2 separate regions of the Mus musculus genome follow, and region 1 is linked to region 2. A link is a contact called in public HiChIP or PLAC-seq data. All regions are on one chromosome and are shown on one strand. Each heading gives the region's core, a stretch centred on a gene start, on an enhancer-like site or on the middle of the called end of the contact. The rest is flanking DNA. Distances are from core to core; before and after follow the strand shown.

Region 1 (5,011 bases), core at 360-2,859, 37 kb after region 2:
CTTTCTGAGTGTACTTGTTCAAACCACAGTGCCTTCTCATAAAGAAACTAAAACAAACGTCTGTAAAACAGCACTTCCAGGAAAGCAAAGCTAACTTCAGCTTTTCACTTTTTGATGAAAGTATCTACACTCTGGCCAAAGGGAGGTACAAAAGTGTCACCTTGAGAGAAAGCCAGCATTTGCAACGGTTTAGAAGAAACAGAAATGATCATAAATTCCCTCAAGTAATCACAAAGATTTTTTCCACCACCAGACACTTCTCCTAGTTGTTTATTTCAATTTTGAGCCATCTTGGGGGGGGTTAAATTCTGATAGCAATAATAATTCTCCCCCCCTTTTTTCTTTTTCTTCTCCTTCTCCTCCTTCTCCTCCTTCTCCTCCTCCTCCTTCTTCTTCTTCCTCCTCCTCCTCCTCCTCCTCCTCCTCCTCCTCCTCCTCCTCCTCTTCCTTCTCTTCTTCAATAGAGTCTTACATAACCTAGGCTGATTGGAACTTGCTATGGATTCAAGAATGCCTGCAGATGTCTTGTCTTCCTACCTCTACTTTCTACTTGCAAGGATCTACAGGTATGGAATATTATAAGGCTTTGTTTATTTTTTCCTTTTTTAAACCTCTGTGTTCATGCATACATGTTTGTACAGGTACACATAGATGTGCATACACCGAGGCCAGAAAAGAGTGTTAGATCCCTCAAAGATGGAATTACAAGACTTTAGGGGATACTTGGCTTGTTATATGGGTGCTGGGTTCCAACCTTTGGCCCTTCTAATTGAGGAATGAGTGCTCTTAACTGCATCTAAACCATCTTTCCAGACCTCTTATAAATCTTAGTCACAGCATAGTTCTATTTTTCTTTAGTTGATCTTCTTGAAGAAATCAGTTCACCTCTGAGGAACTTCTGGGTTGTTTTCTCCTGCAGCTTAGCAGATTTTGATTTGTTCTTGTGGCTCCAGTCACCAAGTCTATATGAGTGGATTGAAGCCCCCACATCTTTTTCCAAACTCTTTTCCAGAGTGCTGGCTGACATATTATCAGCTACACGAGAAGAACCTCATGGGCCCTGTATTAATTTCCTTCTCACATCCTTCTCTAATCTGCAGTTTCCTACCTAATTTTCTACCTGTACCACCTGTCGCCTTTGACCCACCCCTGTTCAACATCCCTTCACCTGAATGCCAAGTCTTACACATTTTGCCAATTAGACAGATTTCCAGCCATTTCTCTCCATCACTACAGCCATTAACAGTCCAAGCTACTCTAATGTCTCACCTTCATCATAGCAAAAGAGTCCAAAATCCCCTCCTTGCCTTCAGTCTGTCCTCAGAGATCCAGTCTACACACAGTAGCTAGAATGGTTGTTCTAAATCACAACCCAAGCTCACCTTTCTCCTGCTAATATATAATGGTCACTGCCTTCAGGATTAAGTCCAAATTTCTCAACCCATAGACGTTCACGATCTGCTCTGTCCACCTGTTTCTACAGCTTCACCTCTTCCAGTATCCCTTCCCCCACCACAGCTGCAGCAACAATGAGTTTCTTTCTGTGTGCTCTGGTATTTCCTGGTCTTTGCATATACTGCGACACACTCACCATCTGGAACAGACCAAGCGTTCTCTGTATCACCAGATCCTCGTTATCAGCTACCCGCAGTATCGGATCTCAGTGCAAACCCCACAGTTCTCTTGCAACTGTCTACTCTAGACTGAGTAAGGGGTCGCCCTCTATTCCCACAGCACCCCATACTTACTCCTATTAGAGTTTATTACACAGTGGATTTTGATTTTCTGATTGTTTTTGCCACCCTTAGTAGATTGGTAGCTCCCTACTGACAAACAGGGTGTCTTGTTTACTTTAACATCCCTGGTAAGGTGATAGCTTAAAGGTCTTGTAAAAGACAGGGTAGAGGCCTGGAACCAGTAAGCTCTCATTTCCTACTGACTGAGTGATGAATGAAGTCACAGAAGTGACAGGCTCCCTGGCTGCTAGAGCTGTTACAAATAAAGCTTGGGTTACTTTGACTGGATTATCAAGTAAACCTTCAGGCCTAGGCCAGACTGGGGAAATCAGGACCTTGATTTTCATGGCCTAGACTGACCCCATCCTACAGTCAGGTGTCCTGGCTTTAACAAAGGTCTGTGAAATTGTGGTGTGTTTGTGTCTAAGTGTGTAGTATGTTTGTATGTATGTGTGTGGTGTGTTTGTGTGTATGTGTATAGTGTTTGTGTATATGTAGAGTATATGTTTGTGTGTGTGTAGTCTGTTTGTGTGTATGTGTAGTGTGTGTATGTATGTAGTGTGTGTATGCGTGTGTGTTGTGTATGTGTGTAGTGTGTGTTTGTGTGTATGTGTGTGGTATGTGTGTGTATGTGTGTGTACCTCTAATGCCATTCCTTATGCCACTCACTTTGGTTCTTGAGACAGGGACTTTCACTAGCCTGGAACTGGCCAAGTAGGCTGGTGTGGAGATCTGGTGAGCCCACGGATCTGCCTGTCTCTACTGGGATCAGAAGTGTGTGCTGCTGCACCTGGTTGGTTTTGTGGTTCTAGGCATGAACTTGGGTCCTTTGGTTTGCAGAGCAAACCCTTTACCAAATGAGCTTTACCAGCCCTTTAATTCCCAGTCTGACCGAAGCTACTTCATCCTCTAAATGAGTTATAAACTAGGCAAAAGTAAATCTTCTCTCTTTTTTTTTCCTTTAAAAATGAATTGTTAGCATTTAATGACCTCCTCTCTCGCCTAATACCTTCAGCCTTCCTTGAAGCTCGTCCTCGGAAGAATTTGTCCCTCACAATGACAGGCTGCTTAGGAAGTTTCTCTTTCTCCCAGAACTTTGTAGACGCTTCAGAAGGAAAGGGTTTCTAGTACACCACAGGTTTTAGTCAGAGTCTTCTAAAGGGACAGAACTGAAAGAGTATCTGTTGTATAATATGTAGTGATTAGCTTACAGGATGCAGTCTGGATGGTGCAACAATGCTGCCGCAACGGGGTGTGTGTGTGTGTGTGTGCGCGCGCTGCTTTCTCTACAGATTCAGGGAAGTCCTCTTTGAAAAAGGGCCGTCTGAGCTGAGTCCTGACTGGTAACAAGGAGGGAGGCAGATAAAGAGATGTGGGAAGAATAACTGTGTTGGAAGAAATAGCAAGTGCAAAGAATAAATTTGCAAGTTCAAGAAACATGGGGGTGGGGTGGGGGTAGAGCATTTGAGACAGGGACGTGTTGGTGCTGGAGAAGGCAGCTCTCAAGCCACAGGCTTGGGCTTGAACACTGAAGCAGTACTAGAGGCTCTAGGCGAGTGGTTGATCTTTTCCCCCTAAATATCCTTAAATGTGGACTAAAGAAGTAGAAGCGAAAAGGAGTGTGGGGGCAGGGAGCCAATTATTTTTAAATCTCTCCCACTTAAACTAAAACCGTTCGTTTGTGCCTTGTCGTATTCCAATAGTCAGAATGAATTGTTGACATGGAGCGATGCATTTGCAGAGACTGTTAGTGACTCCAGAGAAGAATGGATCCTTCCTGCACATTTTACTTTTTTTTTTAACTGTTCCTACCCAATGGGAGGTTAGAAAGTAATTTTGTTTAAGAACTAAAATTAAAGCAATTACTAATTTTAACCTATTCTCCTCCCAGGTGGTTATCGCAATTAAAATCAGAACCTCTAACAGTCACATCCAATGAGAACACAAAGCTTTCAAATCCTTCATTCTAGACCTTTGGGTGAAGGGATGAGATTTTGCAAGTCTTCTCTATTTTAATTGCAGCTTATGCAGCCTTGCTAGAGAAACCTGTGAGGTTTAAAGGTGAATTCGATCTGAGTGTAATTAAAAAGTTATGTGTGCAGTATTCCTTGCTAGGAAATGTTATCCATGTAGTGTCTGTTAATGACTTAAAGTTGGTTTGTTATCTGCTGTTCAGACCGTTCTCTGTCAAAATAAAAACTTAATATATTGTAGTCCTGAAAAAATATTTTTTTTCCACAGTACCGTAAAGCACTTCGCTGGTGTTTACCCCTTTGTCCTCGCCATTTCCAAGGTAAGTAGGTGGAAAGTCTTCTGCACAGACAGCATGAGCAGGAACAAGGCCAAGAGAAATGAATGAACATGTCCAAGGTCACGGTCTACGTCAGCGGCAGCGGAGGGATGAGTCTCAGGTCTTTTCATTCCCAGGGATCTGGCATTCTGTAATGTCAGCTAGGTACCAGACCAGCTCTTGTTTGGTTTAGTGCATTTGAGTCTCCATGCATACAATGACTGTGAGCTAATGAGACATCTGTTTGGAGTTGTACCCCTGCTCTTGGTGTTTACCTTGGCAATGACTCTTAACGGTTATTTTTAGCTGCCTGTTTTGCTTTTTCTTTTTAAACTGTTGTTTATGAATGATGGCATTTGAGGTTTAAAATGTGGTGAGATTAGAAGAGTTATCTCATAAATCACAGGTGGATTGCCTTTCTAAGAACCTATGTGGGCTATATATAACCTTGCTATTTTGCAAAAGACAAGACTTATTGCCTGTTGTTTAGGAAACTAGAAACACACGTGCGCGCGCGCACACACACACACACACACACACACACACACCTCCATTGAGAACTGGATGTCTTTTTGTCCATAATAGGCTATCTAAGCTTCTGGGCACCTATAAGAAATAAAAGCAGTAAAAGCTTTGAAATCTAGACATTTTTTGGCTCACGTATTCTCTCATTCTAGAATACCTTTTGGGCCCCACCCATTCTTGAGGCAAGGTCTCACTACCTAGTGAGGCTGGTCTTAAACTAGAGAGCTCCCTGCCTCGACCTCCTGGGTGCCACTCACTGCCGCTGAGTCCCTCTGTTCCCTTGCTTTATTTTTGCTGCTTCCTCCTTCCCCCATGCCTGAATATTTATTGTAAAGAGGGAAAAATTCCAAGCACGCACAGGTAAAGCAAAATTACTAGCCGACCTCCACATGGCTGCCACCCTGATGGCAGTTACACGTAAGTACCGTTGCATAGTGATATTTTTACCACGCTTACTTCA
Region 2 (4,534 bases), core at 987-3,486:
AATGCCTTGTTGAGGAAAAATGGAATCAAAGGTTCACAAAGGTGGAACATCTCATTTTTAACATGTCAAAATCTAAACACACTACTCTTTCAAAAATAACCTACTTCCTTAAGGGGTGGGGGTGTTAAATAGGTATTTTCAAGTGACAATACTTTATACAAAACGGAATGACACAAAAACATCTTTGCAAGTGTTCATTCTCTAAAAGACTTGCTCTATTCAGGCTTTGAGGCTGGAGCCAAGTAGAAGCCATAAAAGGGAAGCGAAGTTCAATGTCATTTATTTTGTTTCCCTCTTTCATATGCTCAAGATTAACCTCTTTTGCTGCCTAATTATACGTCCCCAAATCATAAAGTCCACCAGTCATGCACTTTAAACTCCTTCATAAAGCAATCTGACTTTTAACAGGAATAGCTTGATGGCTCACAAATCTCACCAATAAAATAAAAATGAAAACAAAAACTCTAGAGACCAGGCCCTAATAACACAACAACATAAATACTGGAACGATTCTCCTTTTGAAATGTACTTAATGAAAGCCAAACAGCCAAGAACAAGTTGTGAGCTCACTTGATCCTGATCTTTAAAACCTACCTTTCTTCTTTTGAACTAAAGGAAGTCAACTCTTTTTCCTCAGGTTTCTGGTAATTATTCTGGTAATATCTGATTAAACACCAATTTAAGCTTAAGCTACATCTACCTATAGTTAATATTTATTTAAAATACAGTATTACCTGTCACTTCCCTTACCACAAAAGTACTTGGAGGCAGGGGGAGCAAATTAAACTTTAAAAGACACACACAATTGAAACACTACTAAGGGAAAAGACAGCAGGGTTTACTGCAACCAAAATTAGTTCTACCCATAAAGAAAACTCCATCGGTTCAGAAGCGTCCCTAGGTCTGACTGGTGGAATGTCTGCCATGCTTCACGAATTCCTGCCCGAACAGTCCGTACCTATCACTTATTAGGCAGAAGCAAACAAAAACAGATGGGCCAACACACATACAACTGCAAAACAGCGCCGCTTTTTCCGCACAGTGTGACTCTTCTGAAAATTTTAAGGGTTTTATTTCGCTTCCCTTCCAGTGTTGTTCCTATTCGGAACTGCATACAAGTCCTGACCAATCAACTACTTGCAGGTGTTTGGCGTTTTGTTTTGTTTTTGTAGCCATATCCTTCTCCGTCCTCATCCCTAATCTTTACGACATTCTGTTTCCTAGAACGCCAGTTTCAAGAAAAATCTAGCAGCTACTCTTCAATCAAGTAACCAAACAAGCACTGTTAAGCTACTGACTGAAAAGAACGCACGACTTACTACTACTACAAGCGGCGCCTTCGCTGTCCAGAAAAAGCAATCGGGAATGGCAGGCAGCCGGTTTCTAAAGTCCAAAGAACCAGACGTGTTCTACCGAAACGACCTCCGCGTAGGATTAACGCGAAAACCAAAACAATCGGCACCAACATAAACAAATGTGGCAGCCATCTCAGGGAGAGGGAATCAATCTCTCCCCGCAGCCAGAAGACTCAACTTTCTTCGGAAACAAAAGTTGCCAGCCTCAGCAACTTGATATACAATGTATACGTCCCGGAGCACTAAAACTTCTGGCCCTCCTGCTCAACAAAGGAACTCTTTCTTCCGATGGCTGAAAAACTTTTCGTCCCACCGCATTCTTACAATCCCCGTCTTAAAAAGAAAGGAATCCAGACGGTAGACGGGGCGAGGGGGAGAAATCAGTTCTACTATTCGGCGGCTAAAATGCCAAGGCACGGGAGAAAGAAGGGAGACGAGTCGGGCAGAGCGAGGTGGACTAAAGTACCGTCGCTTCCGGCCCACGAACTTGGCTCGACGCTTCCCGTAAAAGAAAGAAAAAAAAAGAAAGAAAAGAAATTACCTCTCAGGGTGTCTCAGGGCAGCCGTCCCGAGGCTCGGCTTGACATGGTTCCCTGCCCTTCCTCAGTGGCTCCGGGCCCCGCCGAGGCTCCCGTGAGGACGAGGCGGATGTGGAGCTGCCGCCCGGCCGGCCGCAGCAGTGCGGCTGCTCCGGTGGGGGCTGGGGTGCGGGCTGGCTTCCTGCTCGCGACTTGTGTCAGGAGTTTCCCAGCCCCGGCTCGCTTCTCCGCCGAAGGAAAAAACTTTTCACTCGTGACACCGCCCGGAATTGCCGTGCGAAACTCACTTCCTGCCTGGGTGAAAAGCAGGCTCCAGCTCGGGGCCCGGGAACCCGGAACCCCGGGGTGGCGCGCCGCGCCGCCGAGGGGGAGGGGACGGCGCCCGCCCCGAGCCGCGGAACCTCGCGCGGCCCACGGGGGGCGAGGACGCGGAGCTCGGCCGGCCTGGGCCGCACTAGGCCTCCGCCCCCACAGCCGCGCCGCGCGGGTATTGTCTCGAGTGCGCCGGCCGCGCCCTGCGCCCGCCCGGCCCCCGCCGCTCCGAGCCGGAGCCGACCGGCCGCGCAGGCTGGAAGGCGACCGTCCGTCGGGCGGTCCGACCGGCCGGCCCTGTCTCTGCCACTCGCGCTCGAACCCTCCGGGCTTCCCGCCGCCGTCCCTGCGCTCTCCTCCGTCCTCTTTCCCTGCGGTCGCGGCCGCGGCGGCGCGGTCTCCTCGGGAGCTCGCGGGCCCGCGCCGGGGGCCCAGGCTGCGTCGCGCGCCGCCGCGCCACCTTCACTCTCGAGCGGGAGACGGAGAGGGGAGGCGAGGCGGAGGAGAGAAAGGAGGAGGCGGACCCGGGCCGGGCCGGGGTGGAGGGAGTTTCTGCTTCACAGGCCTCGGCGGCAACAGCGCCACCGCCCCGGCGGCTAAGGGGGCCGAGGCTGCGCGCGGCGGCGGCGGCGGCGACGGGGGCGGGGCGGGCTCCCGCGGGGGCGCCCCAACCGCCCACAGCCAGGCGAAGGCCGGCGCGAGCCAGTCAGCGCGCACGGGGTCTACGCGGTCGACGTCGGCGGCGGGGGGCGCGGGCCGGGGGCCGCGGGCCGGCGGGGAGGCGCGCGGCGGGAGGCCCGCCACCCACCCTCCCGAGGCCCGGGCCGCCGGGCTCCCCTCCGCCCCCCACGACCCCGCGAGGCCTCCGCCGCCCGGGCCGATCGAGTTTCTTTGTACGACCGTAATTGGTGCAAAGAGGTTGTTCGAGTGCAGCCCCGATTTCCAGGCAGCAGGTATCTCTTTCAGCTGCAGCACTCCGACGCCTCTAATGGCACGCTCAGGTTGCAGGAAACCACCGCCGCTGCTCCGTGCAGCTTCTTCCCACGCCGGGCCGGCCTCCGAGCTTGCTGCAAGCGGCGACGCGGCCGGGGGCCCCTCCGAGGAGACAAAGCTGGTGCTGGGAGGCGGGGAGCGTGGCCCGCGAAATTGCCTCAAGACGGTGCCTTTGTTAGAGGAAACATTGGATGCACTCCGAGCGCCGCGAAGCCTTCCAGCCCCTACGCTTTCGGGCGTGCAGTCGTTCAGTCAGTCGCGCTGGCCCTGGTAGTTCTGCCTGGCAGGGTTTGCGTTTATTGCAGAGAGAGACTTAAGCATTCTGTCAACACATATGGCTTAGAAAGCTTCAACCATAACATTGCCGTTTTTACAGTTACTGCTTTAAGTATGTTAGCAGACAGAACATCCTTGTTTTACCCGAGGGAATGGAATAGATTCTGGGCAAACCATCGTCCACCCCCACTCTGCTGTATTAACTATGCACAGGGATGGTAATTAGCCTCTGGGTCCTTCAAGCCACTGGTTCAGTTCTTCCGTCTGTAGCCCAGAGATAATTATTCATCACCAACTTTGAATAAAAAGCTATATGCCTTACAGATGAGTTTTGGCTTGCATCCAAGGGAAAGAGTTCACGAAGTCCACCAAAGAATTATTTACTAAAGTTGAGTTCTACGCCAGAGACAAATACTTGGAATAATTCCAAAGATATTCAAATCATTTTGAATTGAAGTGGAAGCATTTTAACTACACCCAAAACTGCTAGAATTAACTAACACGAGCGTTAGATTCTTAGCCCGTAGAGGACAGTGGTACCAGGGTTTCAGAGCGGTCTCTGAAAAACATTCGATGACAGCCCCGGGAATGGCAGAACTGGTCATTTCATCTTGGGAATCTATTTTATACTAATAGGGATCTTAGCCATTGTATATTTTAAAAACGGTGTATTTGTACAGACTGTTTCAACGGACATGAGAACGTTTTGTTTTACACCATCTTTGGAAAATGTTTGGAGTTTGATCAGAGCTCAATGGCAAGGCTATGATCAAAAGGTCTCTATCCTAAAGTGTCCTGGATGAAGCAGCCTCCATCCAGTGAGATCCCTGTTGACTCCTGGGATTCCAGTACTACTGCATCCTGTAGCTTTAGACCCTACTAAATGTAACTGCCTATGTAGTTTAGTAGTAGAAACCATGCCCTGGGTTTGATCTCCAGCACCATGTGAGGAAAGGGATAGTAGGATAGATTGAAACAAACCTAACCCCAGCCTAAATAACAGGAAACCCCCAACTCTAGGTTAAAACTTGCCCTGGTCCTAGCCTTTTTTAATGTAAA

What was found. HiChIP or PLAC-seq counts read pairs in DNA pulled down with a chosen protein or histone mark.
Region 1: a contact with region 2 is called in an H3K4me3 HiChIP or PLAC-seq map of the SCID.adh cell line, with 18 read pairs. The contact joins the enhancer-like site here to the promoter of Erbin in region 2. A contact is called at or near these places in 4 of 39 promoter capture datasets (the 3T3-L1 cell line, 3T3-L1-derived adipocytes, cranial neural crest and 1 more), 1 of 15 datasets of contacts at CTCF or cohesin (the NIH/3T3 cell line), 9 of 484 Hi-C or Micro-C datasets (the 3T3-L1 cell line, the G1E-ER4 cell line, the HPC-7 cell line and 4 more) and 10 of 115 datasets of contacts at active chromatin or transcription factors (the SCID.adh cell line, craniofacial prominence, embryonic basal ganglia and 5 more).

Annotation. Positions count from the first base shown.
Region 1 is chr13:103,955,817-103,960,827 of GRCm38.p6, forward strand. No RefSeq gene overlaps it. Among named protein-coding and RNA genes, the nearest start is that of Erbin, 38 kb to the left of the region's middle. Within about 2 kb of position 1,610, at least 51 of the 459 cell types and tissues checked have an H3K27ac peak or open chromatin away from gene starts, as enhancers often do. A contact at or near this core is called in the G1E-ER4 cell line, the SCID.adh cell line, craniofacial prominence and 1 more, where this site is marked.
Region 2 is chr13:103,918,350-103,922,883 of GRCm38.p6, forward strand. Erbin (Erbb2 interacting protein) reads right to left here and starts at 2,237. Exons shown (of 26, transcript NM_001289473.1): 1 at 1,897-2,237. D130037M23Rik reads left to right here. Exons shown (of 1, transcript XM_006517803.4): 1 at 1-4,534. The coding sequence starts at 1,644. The coding sequence ends at 3,473.